Linked DNA regions of Mus musculus: region 2 is linked to region 1. The links are chromatin contacts, called in public Hi-C maps. All regions are on one chromosome and are shown on one strand. The core of a region is the stretch at or near the end of the contact, and the rest is flanking DNA. Distances in the headings are between cores, read along the strand shown. Region 1 overlaps Ptprc (protein tyrosine phosphatase, receptor type, C). Region 2 overlaps Crb1 (crumbs family member 1, photoreceptor morphogenesis associated).

What was found. Hi-C and Micro-C count contacts between places; a contact is called where the count stands out from the background.
Region 2: a contact with region 1 is called in a Hi-C map of ventral hippocampal neurons, with 1.9 times the contacts expected there. The contact joins two enhancer-like sites. A contact is called at or near these places in 8 of 484 Hi-C or Micro-C datasets (the HL-1 cell line, cerebral cortex, cortical neurons and 3 more) and 2 of 115 datasets of contacts at active chromatin or transcription factors (astrocytes and large pre-B cells).

Annotation. Positions count from the first base shown.
Region 1 is chr1:138,133,960-138,139,176 of GRCm38.p6, reverse strand. The region is part of intron 1 of Ptprc (protein tyrosine phosphatase, receptor type, C); the gene reads left to right. Among named protein-coding and RNA genes, the nearest start is that of Ptprc, 39 kb to the left of the region's middle. Within about 2 kb of position 2,541, at least 201 of the 459 cell types and tissues checked have an H3K27ac peak or open chromatin away from gene starts, as enhancers often do. A contact at or near this core is called in ventral hippocampal neurons, where this site is marked.
Region 2 is chr1:139,326,763-139,331,654 of GRCm38.p6, reverse strand. It overlaps Crb1 (crumbs family member 1, photoreceptor morphogenesis associated), which reads left to right. Exons shown (of 12, transcript NM_133239.2): 3 at 3,309-3,504. Among named protein-coding and RNA genes, the nearest start is that of Crb1, 48 kb to the left of the region's middle. Within about 2 kb of position 3,159, at least 12 of the 459 cell types and tissues checked have an H3K27ac peak or open chromatin away from gene starts, as enhancers often do. A contact at or near this core is called in ventral hippocampal neurons, where this site is marked.

The sequences.
Region 1 (5,217 bases), core at 1,292-3,791:
TGCTGACGAGGATGTGGAGAAAGAGGAACACTCCTCCATTGCTGGTGGGATTGAAAGCTGGTACAACCACTCTGGAAATCAGTTTGGTGGTTCCTCAGAAGAGTGGACATAGTACTACCTGAGGACCCAGCAATACCACTCCTGGGCATACACTGAGAAGTTGCTTCTGAAAATATTTTAATAGGAAAGACACATATCAGGACTCTTTAGAGTTTGGTTGATGCTGCCATGTGTGTGTGTGTGTGTGTGTGTGTGTGTGTGTGTGTGTGTGTGTATGTGTGTGTGTGTGTGTGTATGGGAGGATGCCTGAGAAGGCAGACAAGAACAAGGAAGTAACAGGCCTCAGACTTCAGGAGTTCAAGAACTTTGTTCCAAACTTGAGGATCTTCTATTACTAAGTGAAACATTATAGAGTTTTGTGGAAATCAGGTTCTTTGGATTCTGTATGACCTGGGATTTAGGTTTGGTGCTGTTGCTTAGTCTGTTATGAAACAGATTACTTAAGCCACCTATGTCTTCCTTTCTCATTTAATAACCCAAGAGGAATGCCATTCATCAAACAAGGCTATGACCGTTTATTACAGATCCGCATGTTAGGTAACCCCCCATCATAAGATTATTTCTGTTGCTACTTCATAACTGTAATTTTGTTACTGTTATGAATTATAATGTAAATATCCCTGTTTCCCGATGGTCTTAGGCTACCCCTGTGAAAGGATTGTTCGATCTCCAAAGGGTTGCCACCCACAGGTTGAGCACTGCTAATCTAGAGCCTAAACTTAAGTAGCATAGACACCTAGTAAAAGGGAAAGTCTCTCAACCCTTATGAATGACTTCCAGAGCGACAAATGTAGCTCAGTTTGTAGTGTGCTTGCCTAGCACGTATAAAGCTTTACATTTGATTCCCAACATCACAGGAGTCCAATATGGGGGTGAGTGTTGGTAATGCCAGCACCAGCATGACAGAAGCAGGGAAAGAAGGATTATAAATTGAAGGTCATCTTGGCTGCACAATGAGTTTGATAACCATAAGCAACCATGAAGCTTAGGCTACATGAGACCCTGTCTCAGACCCACGAACAAATAAAACGAATGTCTGAGAATTGGAGGTCTAGGAGCCCTGAGTAGGAAATCTAGATCCAAGTAGGTGTTTGGGGATTTTTAATTTTTACAGCGTCGCCTGAGGCCCTGCATTGTCTGTGTAGCCAAGTATGAGGATGGCCTGAAACTTCTGAGTCTTTTGTTTCCACTTCCTGATTACTGGGGTTATAGGAAGAAGCGACTACATCTGATTCTGGCTCTTCTGGGGCTTCATCTCAGGGCCTCCTTGATGTTAGGTAAGGGCTAGTACAACTGAATTGCAGCCCTAGACCCAGGCAGACCTTGAATAGACTTCCTGGAGGAAGGATGGTTTTTGTAACACTTAAATCAGTGGTTCTCAAGCTTCTTAATGTTGTGACCCCTTTAATACAGTTCCTCATGGTATCGTGACCCCCAACCATAAAAACGATTTCTGTTACTACTTCATAGCTATAATTTTGCTACTGTTATCAATTGTAATGTAAATATCTGGTAAGTAGAATATCTGATATGAGACTCCTCCAGCGGTCATGACCCACAGGTTGAAAATCAGTGAAATCGAGGTAAGATGCAGGCCGCCTGAAATATTACAACAGGTGTCAGGATTCAGCATGCTACTTATTTTATTTCAGACAGACAATATCCTTTCTGCTGACAGAAAGCCTGAAGAACTGGCCCAAGATGAGTTTTTCTTAAGCAACTAAATAGGCGATATCTCACAACCCCAATATTGTTTATGAACATCGGCAGGCTATTTTCATATTTTTCTTTATCATGGAACAATAAGGTAATCAACATGTAAGAGTGTTAGTAAAAATCCTCACCATGGAAAAATGTTTCCAACACAGGGCAAATGACTGTCCGTTGATATGCCCAGGCAGAGGAAAGACCAGCATGCATCTCTCCTTCAGGCCTTGCTTTCATGGTACTATCAGGTGTAACATTTAGGAAGTTATCCAACTTAAGTAGTTTAGCTCATTGGCTCCCAAAGATGGTGATACTGTACTTCCTACTGGTAGGTATTATTTTAGTACATTATAACAGAGGATTCTTCACAAATATGGAAAAAAATCCTGCCTGATTATCTTTGATCATTTCATAATCTTGAATGGAAAGGAACATGTTCCATTTTCTATTAGACTTTTCTTATTGTAATATGTTCAGTCCGAGTTTCATTACACAATTCCTGTTTGTATTTTTAAATATAAGATGGGATTTAATATTTTGACATTAAAGTATCATTTGTAAGTTACCTTGCAAAGGGAAGTGCCTCTGAAATCAAACCAATCATTATACAAAGTTAGCCTCGTTGTTGAAATACGATTTCACTAGAGCAAAGTCAAGTCAACCTGAAATTCGGTATTTCGTAGCAGTTAAAGTGTGCAGCCAGGCGGCTTCAACATGAGCTAGAGAAGTTGCGGTTTTACCCCGAGATAGGGCTGATTATGCTGGTGCTATGGCAACCGGTTGCACCATTTGGAAGCTCTTCTGTGCTTAACCGCATGAGCTGCGCCTCTTCCTTTCCTATAAAGACTTAGAATGAGAAAAACAGAAGTGTGCGAGGAGAAGAAACCACAAGGGCAGTAGAGGCACTGCTGCGAGCGAGCCTTTAGCTTTTGCAAACAGCAGCCGAACAGCACACCGAAAACCTCTCCGGAGGAAAGCTGCCTCTCTCTTGCTTTTCCCATTATGCCTGTACTGTAATGATTTTGAAAGCGCGCCAAGTGTTTCTGTTCAGCACTTTCATGACTGAGAGATGAGAAAAAATTAGTTGGGCATTTATCAACCTTGGCTTTGATTATCCGCTGCTCTGGGGAGATTGGAGGACTGGGTGCAATCTTGGGGGAGACATTTGATACTCTTCATGAGACTGATAACAGTTTGGTGGTAGATGTCCCACAATGTAGCTCTCATTTTCTGTTTATTTTTTGTTTAAGCTAACACCACACACACACACACACACACACACACACACACACACACACACACGCCATCGTTTTATTTGTTTTGAAATCTTGAAAATACTAATAAGGACATATTCAAACTTGTTTTTCTATTTTTTAATTTTTTCTATGTTTTTCTATTATTGTTTTTCTATTTTTCTCTCTGAGAGGGTCTGGGCAGTCAAGCCAAGCTGCTCTCCTCATTCCAGTATGCTTCAGGCTTCTCGTTATGTGTCCTTTCCCTGTAAACAATGAAAATTTTCCTTTTGTACTGTCACCGTCTAACAATTTTCACTTTTACCAGCATTTTAGTTAGCGTTCACAGTGGTGAGTGTGATTGTGGACATTTTTATACGTATGCATTGTTCTTTGTCCTTCCCCCAGAGCGCTGCCCCCTTTCCTCCCCTTCAGGCCCTCTTCCTCCCCTAAGAGCCATTCCTTCTGCTTTCATGCCTTATACGGTCCATTAGCCTTTTATTATTTCCCTTCTCCTCTTAGAGTTCTTTCTTCCATCTCATCAGCCACATTTTATTTTATGCCTTTTATAAGTTACACACACACACACACACCACAGAGAGAGAGAGAGCTACAGCTCCACATAAGAACAAAACATGTGATATACATCTTCCCAAGGCTAGCTTATTTCATTGAACATTATAATTTGATCTAATTTCCTGTGAATGTTGTGACTTACTCTTCTTTACAGCAGAATGCAATTGTGTATGTGTGTCTTATGTAGAGTACCTGGCTAACTGTTTCATTTTTAATGATAATGTTTTTGGGGGTGTGAGAGTACATGGCTATAACCCTATCACTTGGAAGACTGTGGCAGGAGGAGCATTGTAAGTTGGAGGGTGGCTCAGGTTGCATACCTAGTTTAAAGCATGACTAGATCTTCTCTCCTACAAAACACAATGCAGGAAAACACTACTGCCTTTCACTGTGTCATCCTCTGGGTCCCATTTTGATGGTGCATATAAGGTATTCTGATCATTGTTAATTCTTTCCTAGCTGTTCAGCACAAATACTGACTTTAATATTAATTTTTTTCTTATCACAGTGCAGTTAAATAAGCCTTTTTATATCAGACAGATTGTCAGTTAAGTTTAAACTTTACATTCTCTAGATTTGCACCTATTTGTTTATGATATTTATCTCTAAGTAAGAAGAGCGTGTTATCTGCTTTACCGAATTGCTGTAATGTTATATAAAGTATAATTTAACCTCATTCAGCACCTAATATTTCATAAAACATCACTCAGCACCGTGTCATACACCTAGTATTTACTGGAAATAGTGACTTTTATTCTTGGCCCTGAAAACAGTAAAGCATTTTAGCACGGGTGCCAACACGTGTGGGTGCCTCTATATAATCCGTTCACTATGATCTTACTCTATTTCAGAGGAAGTAAAGAGTTATAAAATCATACATAGTAAAATGTTAATTAGTACAGTTAGATACTTTTTGCTACCTGGCACATATTTTCAACATCAGGTTTACACTTCTGGATAAAAAAAAATGGAAAATAGATAGCCACCGAAGACTAAAATAGATATTCTAAGTCTAAAATTAGGTCTATCCTGGGAACTGTCTCAGACGAGTGAGTGGGTGGGGAAATATCGCCACCAGCAATGCTTCCTCTTCTACCCAAATCTCTACTCCAACGTAAGAAAATAACAAGCACACAGGTCGTGTTGTGGCCGCCTACAGTCTCATTTTTGTACAGAGTTTGTGCTGTGAACCTGGTTGTCAGCCCACTAATGATACAACTACAGGATTTGTGTTTTATATCAGTGACTATTACAGTGCTGATTATACCAAGGCATATACACATACACAGATGCACATCATTGATATAATCTGGGATGTGTTAAGATGTGGCCTCCACAGTCCTGTTGTGTTCCTATGCTGGGGTACCTTGGAGAATGTCAAGGGATGATGAGCACTTTGAGGAGGGGGAGGAGGAGAAGGGGGAGGAGGAGAAGGGGGAGGAGGAGGAGGAGAAGGGGGAGGAGGAGGGGGAGGAGGAGCAGGGGGAGCAAGAGGAGGAGCAGGAGGAACAAGAGGAAGAGGAGGCGCAGGAACAGGAGGAGGACGAGCAGGGGCAGGAGGAGGAGGAGCAGGGGGAGGAGGAGGAGGAGAAGGGGGAGGGGGAGGAGGAGCAGGGGGAGGGGGAGGAGGAGAAGGGGGAGG
Region 2 (4,892 bases), core at 1,910-4,409, 1.2 Mb before region 1:
TTCTTTTTTTTTTTCCATTTTTTATTAGGTATTTAGCTCACTCCCCCTTTTTGGCCCTGGCGTTCCCCTGTACTGGGGCATATAAAGTTTGCATGTCCAATGGGCCTCTCTTTCCAGTGATGGCCGACCAGGCCATCTTTTGATACATATGCAGCTAGAGTTAAGAGCTCCAGGGTACTGGTTAGTTCATAATGTTGTTCCACCTATAGGGTTGCAGATCCCTTTAGCTCCTTGGGTACTTTCTCTAGCTCCTCCATTGGGAGCCCTTGTAGCTGACTGTGAGCATCCACTTCTGTGTTTGCTAGGCCCCGGCATAGTCTCACAAGAGACAGCTACATCTGGGTCCTTTCGATAAAATCTTGCTAGTGTATGCAATGGTGTCAGCGTTTGGATGCTGATTATGGGGTGGATCCCTGGATATGGCAGTCTCTACATGATCCATCCTTTCATCTCAGCTCCAAACTTTGTCTCTGTAACTCCTTCCATGGGTGTTTTGTTCCCAATTCTAAGGAGGGGCATAGTGTCCACACTTCAGTCTTCATTCTTCTTGAGTTTCATGTGTTTAGCAAATTGTATCTTATATCTTGGGTATCCTAGGTTTGGGGCTAATATCCACTTATCAGTGAGTACATATTGTGTGAGTTCCTTTGTGAATGTGTTACCTCACTCAGGATGATGCCCTCCAGGTCCATCCATTTGGCTAGGAATTTCATAAATTCATTCTTTTTAATAGCTGGGTAGTACTCCATTGTGTAGATGTACCACATTTTCTGTATCCATTCCTCTGTTGAGGGGCATCTGGGTTCTTTCCAGCTTCTGGCTATTATAAATAAGGCTGCTATGAACATAGTGGAGCATGTGTCCTTCTTACCAGTTGGGGCATCCTCTGGATATATGCCCAGGAGAGGTATTGCTGGATCCTCCGGTAGTACTATGTCCAATTTTCTGAGGAACCGCCAGACTGATTTCCAGAGTGGTTGTACAAGCCTGCAATCCCACCAACAATGGAGGAGTGTTCCTCTTTCTCCACACCCACGCCAGCATCTGCTGTCGCCTGAATTTTTGATCTTAGCCATTCTGACTGGTGTGAGGTGGAATCTCAGGGTTGTTTTGATTTGCATTTCCCTGATGATTAAGGATGTTGAACATTTTTTCAGGTGCTTCTCTGCCATTCGGTATTCCTCAGGTGAGAATTCTTTGTTCAGTTCTGAGCCCCATTTTTTAATGGGGTTATTTGATTTTCTGAAGTCCACCTTCTTGAGTTCTTTATATATGTTGGATATTAGTCCCCTATCTGATTTAGGATAGGTAAAGATCCTTTCCCAATCTGTTGGTGGTCTTTTTGTCTTACTGACGGTGTCTTTTGCCTTGCAGAAACTTTGGAGTTTCATTAGGTCCCATTTGTCAATTCTCGATCTTACAGCACAAGCCATTGCTGTTCTGTTCAGGAAGTTTTTCCCTGAACTAGCAAGATTCTTATTCGAAAGAAACATAGTGCATTGGGAATAATCACTTTTATTACCTGGAATCTGAAATTTAGGATCATAAACTTGGAGCACAATTATCTGCAAAGCATGGGCTATGTAGATAATGGACAAGGTATTCAGAGTGCGGTGTCATGGCTACCCTGCCTGTGTCCTGTGCTCTCTGCCTGTTGCAGTGGGTGATGGGGACAGCATCTGGTTTGAGACCTGCTCCATACTGATAGCACAGGATGTCTATTATCTAGTGGCAGAGAATGTTAACACAGAACTCCAATTGTCAAAAGCTACATAATAAGGGACAAATATCTGCAAATGTGTATCAAAAGTTTAGGACAGTCCTTGAGAAAACATGACTTGTTTCAAATATCTCTTGAAGCCATAAATTGGCTTCACTGTTTCTGTGGGACAGTAGACCCAGCATTACTGTCACACTGAGAAACATTTCCCTGGCTTACCAGCTCATTGTTCAGGGGAAAGGAATAGAGTAACACAAAGTTGCAACAATCATTCATTCAAAGTTAATTGATCATGTACTTTGTTCAAGAAAATATGCTCAATGCCACAGAAAATAGCAAGCACTGACATCAAAGACATAGAAAGAAGAACAAATAAGAAAATGATAAATACACTGATATTACAGGTTATGTTGAGGGAATGGAGGGACAGCATCAGAGGATTATAGGAGAATTTAACTGTAATTTCCAGAATCTTGCTCCGCTCAACCCCACTCTTTGAAAGTTGAGAGTGATGGATAAGGGATAAGGCATTACTAGTCAAGGGCACATCCATGTGGGGTGAGAGACAGGCCAAATAGTTGCAAGCACACACAGCAGACAGTGTTAGCTTCAATCTTTTAGAAGGTCCTTCTGAATTCTAAAGATAATTTGTTTTATTCTGGAGAGATTGGGAGAAGCTATTTAAAATGTTTCAGCAAATATTAACATAATCATGTTTGTATTTTTAAAGATCTCACATTAAGTGGTTTTGAGAGACAGGTTGGGTAGGGAGACATGATGGCGAATGCTGAGGGTCATGAAGGAAATAATAGTCAATGAGGGTAGGGCCTAATGATATTGGACAAGTTTCAAGTTTTACTGATAGAATGTTCTCCTTCTTAAAGGGGAGGGATGACATTTTAACTTTGATATTTATAGAATCCAGTGACAGTTATAAATAGCATATGCTGTTGGAACATTTCTACTGCAACTTAGATCAAGAAAAGAGAACAAAGTCACACTTAGTACTATTGCTGAGCCACTTTGGAATCTGCCAATGTTTTAATACATGGTTTATTATCCTGGGTTAGAATCACAGTAATAAAGAATGTATGAGCACAGGCAGCCCTTTTCTGGGCCTTTAAAGTTTCTTTACTGACCGACCAGAACACAGGACTAGTAGCTGGTTTTGCTAAGACACCAAACCAGTCTGTCTAAGCTTTTACCACTATTCTGTATGCAGCCTAACTAAACTGTTATGAAGGAATAAAATAACGAAGAAAAAAAAAAACCACATTGACCAGTGCATTTAGTCTTCCAACAAAAGTACAGTTAACAATAATTTTGTCCTAAAAATAACTTATTTGTTTCCACAGACAACAAAGTCACAAGCTGTTGTAGGCAGTGATCCTCACAAGCAGCAGCTGCCCCACTCTGTGCGACTTCCCACAAGCACACCGAGTGAATAGCAATTAGAGTAGAGGAGGAGAATTATTTTGGGTAACATAACATTTGACAAGTGCTTTAGTAAATAAAATATTGCCAAACAGCTAAAATATTTTCACTTTGCTAAAACTTTTCTGGCTTTCTGTGTTGGCTTTTCTCATAGGCGTGAACTGTGAGTTGGAAATTGATGAATGCAGATCCCAGCCTTGTCTCCACGGTGCCACATGTCAGGACGCTCCAGGGGGCTACTCCTGTGACTGTGCACCTGGATTCCTTGGAGAGCACTGTGAACTCAGCGTTAATGAATGTGAAAGTCAGCCGTGTCTCCATGGAGGTCTATGTGTGGATGGAAGAAACAGGTATGTGTTGCGTAGATGACTGGTAGGCTTACAGAGACCAAGGTCTACTGTACAACTGTCGTGAACTTCAAGCTCTCCTAGCCTTCATTTGAGTCGTGAATTGGATTTTGCTTTAAGTAATGAAAAGTTACAGAATTCTGAGTTTACTTAAGAATATTTTTTGGTTGACATCTGTCCTGAGTGAAGGTTTTCCAAGGCATTCTTGTAATTGATTGAGAACTGTAGATATCAGAAAAGTACCAACATCCAAAACCCATGTAAAACCCTGTAGTAAACATCCTGATAAGGAAGTTGCAAAAGCAATGCTATCAACTGTTTAAATTGTGAACATAATGTTTATATTTATGAAAGTAAGCAAACCAATCAAATGGAAAAATAAATCCTTCGGAATTTGTCGATAAATACTCCTCTAAGGGCAATAGTATTAAATTGACATATCTTGGCTTTTTAACTATTTGGAGAATTGGGTGAATATATTTGACAAGGCATAATACCACCAAGTATAACTCAATTCTGATCCAAATGAAAGTCTCTCATTGGTTTCAGGGAAATGGGCAACTCTGCATTGTAGTATTTATCTTCATGTGATAAATATAATGAATTTATATAGTGAGAGCCAAGTTCACATCAAATAATATATCCCTGTAAAGAACATTGTCATATTTGCTTAGACTGTGAATATTGCATTATGGAGTGCAGAAAAATATTTCATAGCATTGAACTTAGAATTCCTTCCTTTGATACTTGCTCAGTGTGAAGCGTGCTGAGAATTACTGTTCTAAAGCTGTAATATATACAGTTCCTCAATTGTAATAATGAATCTGTAGTAAACAGAGGTTTCCAAGAGTTCACATCATTAATGTTTTCCAAAAGTAGAAACAAAATGACTTTTCCTCTATTTAATAAATCAGATATGTGGCTGAGGATGAAGTTCAGTGGTAGAGTACATGCCTAGTGTGTGCAAGGCCATGAGTTCAAGTCCCAATAGTGCATGTGTACACAACCTCCTCCCCTCCCCCCCCACACACAAAGAAACTCATAACTTCAAATCTAATTTCAAAATTACTGAAACTCAAAGAGTGCAAGAAAAGGCACGTGTGCTTCAGATATATCTGTAAGCTACTTAATAAGATAGTAATATTTTTAAATAGAGTAATAAAGTTGCACGTTTCTTTTTTAAAACTATGAAATGCCATTTTAAATCACAACCCATAATTTGATCTGACTTTTCCTAGCACTCAAATAATACGCCTTTGCTGGGAGTCTACACTCCTGGGGACAGCTTACTGGACACTTAGAGACAGAAGGGTTGGAATGGCTGAAACTTCCAAGGAAGTGAAAACCCTCTGCAGTGCATACTGTTCTTTCCAGAGAGCATCACAGCAGAT